Regions from separate parts of the Columba livia genome. Here region 2 is linked to region 1. Evidence: chromatin contacts called from public Hi-C data. All regions are on one chromosome and are shown on one strand. Each heading gives the region's core, a stretch centred on a gene start, on an enhancer-like site or on the middle of the called end of the contact. The rest is flanking DNA. Distances are from core to core; before and after follow the strand shown. Region 1 holds the start of IL6ST (interleukin 6 cytokine family signal transducer). Region 2 overlaps ANKRD55 (ankyrin repeat domain 55).

The links. A called contact is a pair of places that touch in the nucleus more often than the background predicts.
Region 2: a Hi-C map of liver shows a contact between it and region 1, with 2.8 times the contacts expected there. The contact joins the enhancer-like site here to the promoter of IL6ST in region 1. A contact is called at or near these places in 2 of 2 Hi-C or Micro-C datasets (crop and liver).

What each region holds. Positions count from the first base shown.
Region 1 is chrZ:27,277,010-27,284,103 of bColLiv1.pat.W.v2, forward strand. It overlaps IL6ST (interleukin 6 cytokine family signal transducer), which reads right to left and starts at 4,005. Exons shown (of 16, transcript XM_065045233.1): 1 at 3,849-4,005.
Region 2 is chrZ:27,340,732-27,347,896 of bColLiv1.pat.W.v2, forward strand. It overlaps ANKRD55 (ankyrin repeat domain 55), which reads right to left. Exons shown (of 11, transcript XM_065045234.1): 4 at 5,539-5,648; 5 at 2,226-2,286. Among named protein-coding and RNA genes, the nearest start is that of ANKRD55, 21 kb to the right of the region's middle. Within about 2 kb of position 5,575, at least 2 of the 3 cell types and tissues checked have an H3K27ac peak away from gene starts, as active enhancers do.

The sequences.
Region 1 (7,094 bases), core at 2,755-5,254:
CTAACAAAATAAGCATTTCGAGGGAAACTAGTGATTTTTTAAAATCTGAGCTTATGAAGATGTTCAGGTGCAAACAGCACAGAAACCCTGCATATAAGCTACACCAAAACTTGAAAATATAGTATCATCATTCAAAAGAAATGCTGCTGAACACCAACTCTTCACCTTTAACTATTGTAATTCAGTTGTGAGTCTGGACAACAAAAAACTCAATAGTTTCAGTGTTTATGCCCAGTCTTCTGTTTTACAAACTTGTGTAGCATATTACAGGTCTAAGTTGAAAGTTCAACCTGATGCTGAACTAACACTGAAGCAGCTAGTCAGGTGTGGGGGTTTTTCTGGTGGTTGTTGTGTTTTTTTTTTTTTTTTTTTTTGGGGGGGGGGGCAGTGTTGGTATGTGTTTGTTTGCTTCTTTTGTTGTTGTTCTTCTTTTTTTTTTTTTTTTTTTTTTTTTTAAAAAAAAGCCAAACCAACATTCTATCTATACCATGTAGTTGTTGTGGAACACTAAGTAAACAGGACAGGAAGACTGAAAAAGAAATTGACCTTAGAAGTTTGCCAGGTTACTTTCATAGTTAAGTCTGCCAAACTGGCAAGGGATCAAGGTCCATCAAAATACACAGTCAATTCAGAACCACTGCTGGTCACAGTCCTCAAGTCACAGAACTTGAGAGAAAAAAAAAACAACAAACCACTGTTAAAATGCTTAGATTACTTCAGTAAAGACGGACATATGAAATTCACGTACCACAAGATCACCCCATTTAATGTCTCAGTCTTATGTGACTTCTATTATTCTTCACATCCTGCTACCATTTTGAAAGAAAAGCACTAAGCCCTTATACCTGAACCTTAAACCTATGCTTCAGGCAGTGTCCTATGAAAAGCTAGTAATGACCCTAATGTCAAGGGTCATATGTACAAAGTAGCAACAGCACTGAGTTTTATGACTAACTTGTGGACCACAGCTTTTTAAGAAACATCAGGCATTATGCAAAACAGATACAATTACTTATTCTGAGCAAAACAGAAAAGCCTTACACATTAATCTCACTTCATAAATAATGAAAATAACCTCAAGATGAATTCAGGTGTATGCCACATGATGCCATAGTCATCACATCTCCATTTCAGAGAGATGACAGTTACTGTGCAACTGACCTACGAATTACAATTTCAGTTTAAGAGACTACAGCCAAAATACACTCTTGCCAGCAAAGCCAACTTCCAAGTCAGGAGGTATAAATAACACCATGACCACCACAAGAAGGTATTAGGTGTATTAAGGCTCATTGTTCATCAATCCTGAAAGCCTAAAGTTTGTTGACAAACAGACTTCCAGAAATTCCTCAAAAAAATTAAGAGCTAAATTTACAGCCTCTAGTGGTAATCTCTAACTAAGAATCCACATAGCTCAGGAAGATACAACAAGAAACCAGTACACAGAAGTGAAACTGCACACAGCAGCTACTGCTTCAGGTTTCACAATAAGCCAGGCACTAGTTAAAGCCCATCTAAAAACTGTAACTATTCTCAAGGAATTTTGATTATTCAAGCTGTAACTGCTTTCTAACTAGGAGTATTTCATCTGCAAGCTTCCTTCCTTCCTCCAAGCTTACTTATTTCTTGGAAATATTTATGAGACTCAAAAAAAGCCCAAATACCTCTAAGAGAATTACATGAAAATCTGTCATAACATTATACGTGCAGAATATTCTGAAATTAATTTTCATATTGAAAATACCTATACACAAATATTATTTCTATCCCTTTCACCAAATGGACAAATCAGTTGTCCACATTAGTCACTCCTTTGCCTCTAGAAGGACGCTTCTCCCTGCCTCTGGGGTTTTAGTATAGCACTCAGAATAAAAAACCCAAACAGGGGCACAGATTAAAATGGCTGAAACACCTCATTAGAGGTACCAAATACTTGCTTGCAAGAACTCAGTTCTTCCTATTATCTTCCTTAACTGCAGATCACTTTCTCTGAAATACTTCAGTGTTTGGTGTTTTTTTTACAAAATAATGTCTTAGTATTCTGTGTTCTCATCTCGAAGTCAAACCTTTTAGACTGACAACCATCAACACTGTTTCTCTAATTTAGACAGTTCTTGTTCATACAAGAATCATCCTAAAAAAATGGCCCAGAAGTTTATTTTCCTAAACTGTGCTAGTGCTAATCCTCCAGAGATGCAGTATGGGAGACAGTGGATCTCCATTTTGTGTGCAGATTTAGAGATATGCATGTGTCTTTCTTCTCTTAAACAAAAAAAATGATATATAGGCTTTAAGTGAAGAGGTCACTTTTCTAGACACATAAACAAGATCCAAATATTTATTTTCAATGCTTAACTTCCAGCAAGTAATCTCAAGCTTTCATCAGCCTCTCTTACTTTCCTATTTCCAGCACACAGCATCAAGTTCGGAAGTTACATGCTTCTAAAAGATACCCTTCGCATATAATTATTCCTCTAAAAGTAACAGTATTTAAGAAGAGGAGTAAAAATTTAATGCTCTATAATGGAAAAGAGGGTGGGAAAAAGAGACAGTAACTCCCAAAACATCTGACATCTTCAGGTGGTGGACCATCTTTCTGTCCCCCTTTCCGAGTGACCAGACAGATCACAAATGACAAAACTATAACCTCCATGTAGTTCTATTACTATATTTCTCCTTCAGAAATGCCTCAGAACTAACAAACAGCCACCAACCGGCAGTCACCTAGCCAGCCTAAAGCAACTATGAAAACCAAGACTGAGATTTATTCTTGTCTGCACTGCCAGCACACTTGGCAGATCGCTTTCCTTTGTGCCTCAGTTTCATCATCTACAAGACAAAAATAATGACACTCTTTTTATTTAGGAAGGGTGTCAGAGACCCGCTGCGATGATGACTGGAACACAGGAGCACATCAAAGTCAGCAGATGACCATGGCTGTTCACTGCACCCACTCCTCCCTAATTCATCAGGGAATCCTACAGTGTTTGGATCAGATGTAAAACAGAGTATGCCTTTCTTTCAAGGCCAGCAGTCTGCTACCTTCTGATCTACAGGCCACAAGAACAGACCACTTGTGGCGAAGGCAACAAAAATGCAACACTTTTCAACAAGAAAATGCCTGCCAGTAATATGGCCAAGCTTACCAGAGAGCTGAAAAAGGCCAAAGAACAGGAGACCAGTGAGGGTCACAGCACCTTTATTAAGATTGTCAGTATTAACAACCACTGCACTAGAGAAAAACCCCAGATAATCTTCAGTCTTACCCTCCATACCATGCCAGCAGGTCAGTAAAACCGCACCAAGAGTGTCAGGGCTGCAGACGAGACACCCCCAGCAAACGGTACTACGCACACCGGCAAAAGGGCCTTGACAGCCGCTCAGGCCCCGGTACCGGTACCCCAGGCGAGGCCATGTTGCGTTTTAACAGCCATCGCCGGCCAAGAGCAGGGAAGACGCCGCTGCCGGGAGCGGGCGGCGGCCTCCGCGCCCCCTCACAGCCCGCCGGGCCGGGCGGGGCCCCGGGCGGGGCAGGCCGCAGCCGGACGCCCCCGCCGCCGGGGAGAAATGCGAGGGATCGGCTGGGAAGCGAGTGGCGCAGGGCTGCCGTCCTCCCCCCGGTCTTCCAGTCAGCCTTGGCCGAGCGCCCACGCCCCCGCCCCCGCCCGCGGCGCACGGCCCGGCCTGGCCAGGCCAGCGCAGTTACAGCCCGGAGGGAAAGCGCGGCCCAACGCGGCTGCCGCCGGCGAACGCCCCTCAGGGCGACGGGCGTAGAAGCGGCGAGGAAGCTGAGGGGGACCGAAGAGAAGGGGAAACCGCCCACGGCCGCGAGCCTCCCCAGCCCTTACCTGCCGCCGCAGCACCGGGGCTGCCGCCACCAGCGCCCCGCGCCCGCCGACAGCCCCTAAATAACGGCCCGTCCCCGCCGCGCCATCGCGCCGCCGTCCCGCACGCGCGGCCCCGCGCCCGGTCACGGTCACGCTCCCGCTCCCTCCCCCCCGCCCGGCGCCCTTCCCTCCGCGGCTCGCGCCGCCATTGGGACGGCGGTCGCGTGACGTCGCCGAAAGGGGGCGGAGGGCGGAGCTTCCCGTAACGCGCCGGCCCGTGCCAGGATCCCGGGCGCGAGGGGCGCGCGCGGGGGGGGCGGGGCGGGCGGTCTGTGAGCGCGGAGGGGGCGCCTCCCACCAATCGCCGCCCGCTGCCCGGCGCCCCCCGCTCGGGGAGACACCGCCCGCAGGGTTTGCGCTCAGGGGCTTCAGGGTGGGGAGCCCCGCGTCCCGGGAAGGGCGCCGGGAGCGCAGTCACCTCCGTCGCCCCCTGCGGGGTGGGCGGCAGCCGCGGGGCGTCGAGCCGAGGCGCATCGGCCCCTGCCCGGGCCGCCGCCAGCGGGGCCTCTGGAAGGTTCTCCCGGCCCTTGGGCGGCTGGGCCTGCGCTGCCGGCGCGGCGGGGCTGCGCCCGGACAGGCCTGAGGAGGGAGCGCCCTTTCCAGCGTCTGCAAGGCTCCCCTGGGAGCACGGGCGGGTGCATAATGCTCCGATGGGCAGCGGCGGTGTGTGCAGAGCGCTCATACTGACAGCAGCCCGTAGAAAAGCTGTTTGTGCAAAGCTGGGCGGCTAGGAAGTGGTCCTTAGTGGATCGTTCACGTGATGGGGATCCAGGGAAGCCTCCCTGTTGGCTCGATTGTTACCATTGTACATTTCTTCCTTCAGTAATCCCAAAAAATTACTGTTATAAACAGGAGACAGTCATGTGCTCTGAGATGTCGTCTTCATTCCAGGTTAATTTTTTCCAGTTCACGAGTGAGAAGGAACACATTTCAGTGCCGCAACCACAGACGTACACTGTGCTCAGAGTGTTGGAGTAGGCCATTTCTAGTCAGCAAAGTAACCAGACATAACTGATGCGTGCCCAAATTGCTTCCTGCCACTGTGTTACTGTTTCTCCTCTTGATAGTCTCTACACTTAATAGACCCAGTACTTTCCGCCTTCTCTTAGAATGTTTTTTTTATGTTCCATCTCTTCTTAATATACGAGGACAAATGACATCCGGGGAAAAAGTTTCATGTTTTTTTTTCATTATGAAGAAAAGTACTTCAGCATTACAATTTTTCACTTTTGCTTTCTCTTCAGGTTATGATTGGTGTGTTGGTGCTTATGTTGATGTAGAATTACAGTTTGAGAATCATGTATAATTGTTAGATTTTCAGTCTGTATGGATACCCCTACTTCAGTACTGTAAAAAAATCAGTGTTTGGCAACAAAAAGTTAAGTGGAAGCAGGCTTCAACGAGAGGGACCACTAAAATAATGTGGTGAGCTTTTTGTTTGTTTGTTTTTCTCTTGTTTTAGCTTATCATCTGTGTTCTCTAAGATCATTATAGTTCTGCTGCTAAACAGACATTCCAGGAGTCGATGCTGAACTCTCCCTCCCTCCCCCAGCCAACAGAAAGCCTCTTGTGACATTCTTATTCCGAAATCCGATAGCCTGAAGCGATTCCTGGTTTATTGCCAGAACTTGTAGAACAACATGCGTCCCCTTCAAAACCAATCCCTTCTTAGGCCTCATGCATGACTCGTATTGTAACTCTTCAAATAAGCAAGAGCTCTTCTATTTCACAGGCCGTTTATAGGCTCAATGTAAAACCATTTCAACATAGCTGAACTGGACAGAAGAACAAAACACTTTGTTTGCAATTGTACTTTTTTTTTTTTTTTTATATTGGCACAAAATATTAATATAGTAACCATTTAGTTGCTGTATTCAGTATTGTGTGACCTCTTCTTCTAAGATAAGTTGCTTTCCAGAAGATCTTTTGTGGATTTGAAAAGTGATGATAGCATGCTTGTCTGTCTACCTTTTGCAAACTCTAGGTGCATGGAAAGATACCTCAGAAGTATAGCCTTATGGACAGACTGAGTCCCTGTTCTCAATATTATCAGTCAGGGGGCGCAAGTCAGTCCTGTATTTTTGACCAGCCCTAATTGCAATGTTTGGGTAGCCACTGCCCTTGTGGGTGACCTGAAGACAGTTGCAACAGCCCTTGCTGATATCTTGTTGATCTTGATAGTCCAGTAATTCATGGTCATGGCTGCTGTTTGTCTTTCCTTTCCAATAAAATAATTTGACATCCATATTGCAAATGCAAGTAAGTGGAATTAAATGTGGTAAGATAGATTTTTCAGAAATGATCACTGTCTACCCTAAATGTGGCTTTTTGTTCATCTTTTCCTTCTTTCACAGGCAGGACTGAATGTTTTGAACAACTACGCTACATCACTTAGTGGGTTGAGTTTTGTTTTTATTCTTATGAAACCTAGAGTTTTAATCTGACAGGAGGATTGTTCATGTTGCAGTGATTTCTAGTTCTGTGTCAGCATTTTGTCTAGTAATAAATACTGTGTTTTGAATCTTGGTGGAGATGAAACTCAACTGTGGTCACAAACACTGGGCCAAAACCTCTGCTTGCATAACCAACATGGTCCGTGGGAGCTGTAAAGGTGTACATTCTGGCACAGAGTCTTGTAGCCTGGAGTATAAAATAGATTGTCTGGACTGTGGCCTTTTAAAATATACAGAGTGTACATTCAATAACATACCAAAACTCTGAGTGTTCTTACTACATGATTAGATATTTTCTGGTGCGAGCAGGTAAAAACAAGTTAATAGCATTATGACTGCCATTTGACAGAATCAGGACATCTGGGACCTCAGGTGAAGAAAACAATTAAGCTCTTCAAGCATGTTGTGAAATGCATTTTCTGCACATTGATGATTCCTGAAATACTCTTTAGTTTGATTTACTACATTATTTTCTCCTCTATTGATACACATTATACTGCTGTATATTGTACTGGATATGTAGTACAGTACTGATATGTAGGTAATGTAAACAGCAGTAATTTAAATTTTCAAATATCCAGACAAATTCAAAGTTCTTGCCACATTTAAAAAATGTTCCTTCAAAACAGCATTTTAATCTGCACATTGAATTAAGCATTGTGTGAAATAAGTTAGTCTATTAAATTCACTAAAAAAAAGGAAGTTAATTGTCAGGATCTGGAAGTTCTTTGAGATGAATTATGTATCTGCTCAT
Region 2 (7,165 bases), core at 4,325-6,824, 65 kb after region 1:
AAATCCTGACCTGACTGAAATTAATGGGAGCTCTGCCATTGACGTCAGTAGACCAAGGTTTTGACACAATGGACTTAATACTGTTGATGAACACTCAATATCTGTGAGTGCGGTGAAGTGAGGCTTCAGTAAAGTGATTTCCAGCTGGGAAATGGGTCCTTATGCCTAGTCCTGGACAGCAGGAAAAGTCACTGAAAGAGGAGAAGCCACAGTGTAGCAGGCCAGTATTCTGTTGTTCCCTTTCAGTCTATTTATACAGGCAAAAATCCTTGAAAAATGGACTTTTTCTCTGTTTTTACTGTGGTAACTAGCAGAGTCAGCTGTAATGTAAGAGTGTGAGAACTGTGTGTAGGGATCAGAAATCTCTTTAGTACAGGAACACAGCTCAGACAGGTCAGCAGCAGAGGCTTAGGGAGAAAATACAAGAAACAAGGGTAACACCTAACGTTTGATAATCAGGCTACAGACTTCCTGATATCCACACCTCCAAAGGGTAATGACGCATTTTCTGAAAAAGTAATTATTTTCATTTTATTTAAAAATGCTGCCTGATAATTTCTGTAGGTGTCCCCATTAATTTAGATGTAAAAAACAGTTAATAATCTTTTTATATTCTCAATGCAATTTATGATGCCATGGACTTCTATTATATCATCCCTCTGGCACGGTTGCCAAGTGGAAAGTCCCATTGTAGTCAGCTTGTTCTAGTTGTTAGCCTGCCCATGGAGGGAGGCTAGTCAGTAACTATTAGTGTGTTTACAGTCCTTTTCTGTTACTTTTCTTGTATATCCTTTTTCGAATTACGCTTGCATCTGGCACTCCAGATGTGTGTGTACCAAGGATTCAGAGAGATCATAATGCTGTTTCCTGTTCTGTTCTCTATTTCTTTTGTAATATATTGTACATTCCACGTGTCCTTTCGGAGCACCCAACTGAGCAAAGAGCATTGAGCTGGTTGTGGCAGCAGCTCACGCCTCTGGGCCCACTGCAGTGGGCAATGGCTGTGTGACCCGTACCCATCTGGTTTGTGCATGGTGGTACCACCCTTGAGTGGCATCGGCAGATGGCAGATAGACTGCTCTTTGTGAGGGGAAGCATGAGAGTGGTATCAGAACTGTCAAAGCTGAGGATGCAGCAGAATACAATATTAAAGGTGAGACAGCCAAACAATTTTGCATTTATAAAAACTAAGGAGTAGTAGGGGAGAAAACAGACAAACAAGACACGCTTCTGGAACATATAGCGTGACACTTGTTTAACTCAGATTGGAGGTTTTTCAGGGAATTTTTCTTTGCATTGTCATCTCACAGGCTTCATAAGTAAACCCACAGAAAGCCACAGTTGTGGAACTATGAAACCTCCAGATGTTTTTCTTACTGTTGACATGTTCATGCATTCATCAGGGTGTTTTTCTCAAGTGTAAGATGGGCAAACTGAAGTGTTTCACTTATGCCAAGAGAGCAGCTCTATTAGTTGCAATCATCTGTGAGGATCCACATTTTTTTAATAAAACATAAATATTCAGGGCTTTATTCAGACACTTCAACAAATATCTTCCCTGTAGCAAATGACAGTGAGCTGGAATAAAAGTTCCAAATTGCAGGTAGCAATGCATTACAGCAAAACATTACTGCTTGAAATTATGATCCATGGTTCCAGGCAATTAATTAGCCACATAATTTGACACCGAGACAAGACAAATATCTGGTTTAGGTTGTTGTGAACAGGGTTTGTAAACGATTCAGTGGATAAAGGAGATTCACGGGAAGAGGGAAAATTAACAACATTGTGGTGACAGGGCTCAATTCCTTAAGGATCATAGGGTAGCATAGCTTTTTGTAGCTCTGTGCCTGCTCTGTGTAATTTCTTATATTTCTTATATTTCTTCCTGAGAACAGTTAGTACTTTAATGATGGGATGCTTGGTTAAGGTCTAGCTTCAGAAGAATCGAAAGCAATTAATGTCTTGGCAAGTAAGTTAAGTGACTGATTCAAGGTACCTCAGAACTGGTAGTATATGGAGAAGGTTTATTAGCCTAAAAGTTAATCGCGTGTAGTAGGAGAAATGAAACAATGCTTTGCAGAATACAGCAAAAACATTATAGAAATCTTTGACTAATGCATAGTGTCATCATAAAATTGAGAGTACAGTGGACTCTTTCTGAATAGCATGACTTGTATGACCCTAGAGACTGGGACTGTGACTTGCAGCACAAGATCACTCACCTCATTGTCCTGATGATTAATTTCACTAAGATTTGACTTCTGCAGGAGCACGTTCAGAAGCCTGTGGAAGCAATGACATAATCAATGTGCTGCATTCCTGACTAAACCTGAAAATTTGACATTTTTTTTCTGAGAAACAAAACATGCGACTTCAAGAAAAAACAGTATTAGTGACGGGCAAAGGTCACAATCTTAGGTTGGAGGTTGGTCATACTAGAAAAGCCTTCATAGCTTACTGTAAAAACAGAAGTTTAGTGCTAAGTAATAAGAGCAGATTCACTAGAAAGAATTCTTGTGCTGATTGGCAGGCTAGAATCAGAGTGTGTAATACTATTCATGTATGCCGTTTTTGGTAGCTTAGTAATTCATTGTCATCCTATTATTATTTTATAAAGTTCTAAACAAACAGAAATGCTAACCTCCAGTCTCTTAAATGATTTTTCACTCTCTACTCTTGGCAGCAATACAGTGGTTCACATTTTATAGAGTATCAGGCTACAAACACCCCCCTCTGGTGGAGGGAACAGTTACAATAAAATAGTTACATTAAATTTTATTCAAGTGCAGTAATATTTTTAACACTGGATTTTGTTTTTCTTTTCCTTTTGGCTTCCTATGAAGGTGTTCTGAAATCACTGAAGTTTTGGTAAAGATGGTTGTGTTTTATAGTAGAATGCTAAATGTTTGGATACTGTACATGGCTGGACCCTGGAAATGACAAGGACCATCTTATCATGGGCTGTTAAAAAGCCAAATAGCATAGATCGTAACATGGATGTAAAGTTCTTATGATTCTAGCAAAAGGAAAGATACATCTTTAGTAGATCCCTAAATAAGATCATAATGCAAATCTATGGATCATCTGAAGGTGTGATTTGTTAGAAACCTTCAAAACATGGTCATTTAAAAGACATGCTGTTTTGCAAGGAAATTAAAAGATGATGAAGTGTCAAGGAGGAAACTCTGATAAATATGCAGATAATGCATAAAAATGTATAAAACCATATATCTGTTTCCTTGCATAGGAAATGGAATGAAAATCTTTTGCTACTTTTCATCAGGACAACCTTCAACAACTTCCACTATGTTTTCTGGATCGACCTGTGCTCAGGTGTGTGGATCAGATCAAGCAGACAATGTTGCACGACAAATTTGTTCTTCGCTCCACCCCTCCCTGTAATATACAAGTACATCATGTAAATTATTCAAAGGACGGCATTTACAGCTGCTTATGGATGTTTTGGGCAATTCTGCAGGTGAAAAGCTTATCTGTTGGTAACACCATCTTCAGGTGCCACAAGTCCAAATATCTTTTTTTTTCTAACTAGAGCATCCCTAAGGAGTGAAGACTCTTTGTATCCCAGTCCTCTGCTAGGACTTCAAAACTGTTTGTATATGGGTACAAGCACTTGTAGAAAAGGAGTGTTGCATCTCCTTTTCTGAATCACACAGCCAATGGCATTATGGCATCATACTGCAGGAACTCTGAAAAGAATGGCATTTCAGGATTGCTGTGATTAGTTCAGTAAAAATTTGTAAAAGGGAGGAGACATTTTGTGGTCATTTGGCACAATGACTCAGGATCCAGAAATCTGAAAACAGGTCTGGGTAAAAATGGACTAGTGAGAAGAAAGGAAGCGAGATAACTACAATATGCTTGCAAAACCCACTTAGCACAATTTTATAATCTCACATGTGGTTCTGTAGTTTAACCCCAGATATAATCAATGAAACCAGTGTATGTGAAGGAAATCTCATTCTTAAGTGTAAAACCTCTGCCAACAGCAAACTATATCCTCATGCTATTACGGCAGCATCACTGCTACCACTCAAATACATAGGTATTCAGCCATATAGCTACGATTTCTCAGGTATCTACTCTTAAAGGCAGAGTTCAGGAGGTCCACCTTTCCTCTTAGGCTCTACGGAGTGCACTGAAACACAGAAACAATTTATCTAATTAATACATTCATTGGCTGATCACTCTCTGTCTTTCCATGTGGTTCATGTACTGCCTGCAGCACATGGAATTGGAGCAGTGGGCTGCCAGCTTTCAAACTTGGTTGAAAAAGCATTTCATAGTTGGCCACTGCATATTCCCTTTTGGCAACAACAAGGGATTCGAGAGAGTGACAATGGCAGTGATGGAAAAGCCGCCCCTCAGTGCTCCAGGCATGTCTTCTGAGCATGGGGCAAATCCAGAGACAAGAAAGAGGAGAAGGAATTGAGCAACTAGTAGACTCCTGTGCAGAGCAAAGGTCTGCTTGTACCCATGGAGAATGTGAAAAATGTTCAGAGAACCCTGTGTGCTGCTGGTAAAGTAGATTACTGTTCCCTTTCAAGTAGCAGCATGTGCAGGGTTGCACAAACATTGTCTTCTTTCTGTGGAGGCTTTGTTTAATGATAGTGACCCGTACTTTTTCAGAGACCTCAAACTATTCTCTCCAAATGATGCATGAAAAACAGTGATAATGTGGAAAATGAATAAAGCTGTTAAAAAAGACTGGAAAGCAAGAGCAGAAGAAATGCACAGAGGTCTGGACTGGCCTTGCATGGTGACAGCAGCAAAACCATAGACTCAGTGGTTAAGTCACAGGAGCATTTTGAATTTGTACTGAATGTTTACTTGTCTCTAATATTAGTCTTCCTATCCTTCAGACACTATTTACTTAGGAGAGGATCTGAGTAAATTTATTCAGATGTACAAATACTGATTTATTAAACCTTTCTGTTATCACAGGCTGGAATGAGACAAAGAGGATCTTTCTAAACACTTCTTATGAATACACTCTGTAGTTGTTACTCTACCTTCATTAAGAGGAGTTAAAAATGAGCCAGTCCGCCAAACCTCAGCTTCCCCTTTACAGAAGGGGCTCTCAGAGGGATTGTCATGTGGAAAACTTTCCTCACATTTGCCATGCTACCTGGAGGCATGTTCCAGAGAAGGAGCTTCTTGTAATGTTTCTTGTGTGGACATGGCAGAAAGGTAATTGGTCAAGGGAATCCCAGAGCTTCAATCCCATTTTTTTAAATATATATATATATATATATATTTTTTTTTTCCCCTCTTGCTTTTGTGATCTTAAACTAGGTTTCTTGCCTTAATTGGCCATATATCTCTGTTACACAAGTGCTGTACAATGCTTTCCCTTCTCTCTACCTGCTTTCTGATAACCACTAAACAAAGGAGCAAGTCACAAGTGCAACTGTTCCAGCTAACCTTCCTGACCTGGGCTACCTCTGGGCTGGGTAGCTTGTTGGTGGCTGCCTGTTGAGATTTAGCCAGGAAACACTGCCATAACCTGGGACATACCTCACGTCGGGCTCTGCAGTAGCAGCATGTAGCGGCAACCTCCCGTTTTTGTCGGGTATGTTCTGCTTAGCACCATTTCTGAGCAGGCTGACACAGCCTTCCAGCCAGCCCTAAAAGAGAAATCAGACCATGTCAGAGGAAAGTGAAATACAACAGGCCAGGTCTTTGCTTGGTGGTTCTGGTATCTGCGTGTGTGACTGCAGCTGTTTCTGCCAGTGACGGAACTGGTCTTCTGTTTCCCCAATACAGAGCTCTCAGCACTGAGAGCAGTTCTGCTTTGGAGTCTGAGTCTCAGACTAGCTTGCCCAGTCATTTCTGTGATAAGGTGTTTTATTTACACTGCCCTTTTTTTTTTTTTTTTTCTTCCTGCAGATGTCGCAAGTACTAACTGAGTAAACAGTGATTCAAAACCTGCAAATTCCTGTATCACTAGCAAATGCTACACATATTCCTGCAGGTGGATTTAATTATGCTAGGTTAAACCAAGGGCACGAGCACTTAATGTCATTTCCTTTATGAGATTTTAGCAGGAATTGCAAATCAATACTAGAAATCATTAGAGTGTGGTCTTATAAATATCGTTGCAGAAGTTTGAACTAGTGACAACATCAGGTTGAAAACAGCACCCAAACAGATGGGATGAATCAGTTTTTGGACTAAAACCTTCTATTGATCACCTCAACAAAAAAGCAAGTAAACAATCTGGTTGTGACTACAGAACTCTTTCAGTGTCTACTTAAGTCCCAGGAAAATTAAGCATGTGTTTACTTTGTTCAAACCTCCATAGACAATCAGTAAAGACTGTTCCCTTCTGTATGAGCTGTGTTGGATTAGCATTACGAGGGAAAGGTGTGGAATTATGGAGTCAGAACATGGCTGTTACTGCTCCCACTGGAAGTACACGACCACTGAGTTCTGCTTGTGATTGTGACTGTGGAGCTCGACTGAATTCAGTTCTCTGGGCAGACATTGCAGCCAAATGCTCTCTAGATCTCTGATTATAACCATCACAGAAACAGAAACAGAAATGGAAACTTCAAAGCTTGGGTGGTTTAAATCTTTTCTAGTCATTGCTTTATTTTTCCCAAATAGTATTTTTTACCCTCTGGGAAAAGAGGAAGGAAAAAAGGAGCATGACACTAATTATGGGATTTTTTTGGAAATATCTGGCAGATGAAATGTTTATTCTCAAGTAAGTGGGGCATGCTCCTTGTACTGAATAAGACTGCCTGTTTTGCTATTTTCTACTCTTATTTTCTGGCTAAATATCACGTAACTGAGCAGAAGCATTGTTTTTCTCCTGAATGTGCAGGAAGAAACTAGATGGAAGGGATGTGATTAATTAGGTTGCCACAATATCTGCTTAAATGATTTGGCAGTCATCCAGTGATATACTACAGAGCATGGATGAACATTCCTTCCTCCTTTCTACCCAGCTAACAAAAGAAGCCCATGACCAACCCCTCTGTCCAGCTAAGTTGGTCCTCATCCTCTCTCTGAATCCTGAATTCCTTCCAGTGAGGAGTAGAAGGCTAAGGAGCATCCTTGTGTGCTTCAGAGACCACCTCATCCCCTTTCCCAAACTTCTCAGTGAGTTGTATGCCCCTGCTGTCACTTGTCTGTGGGT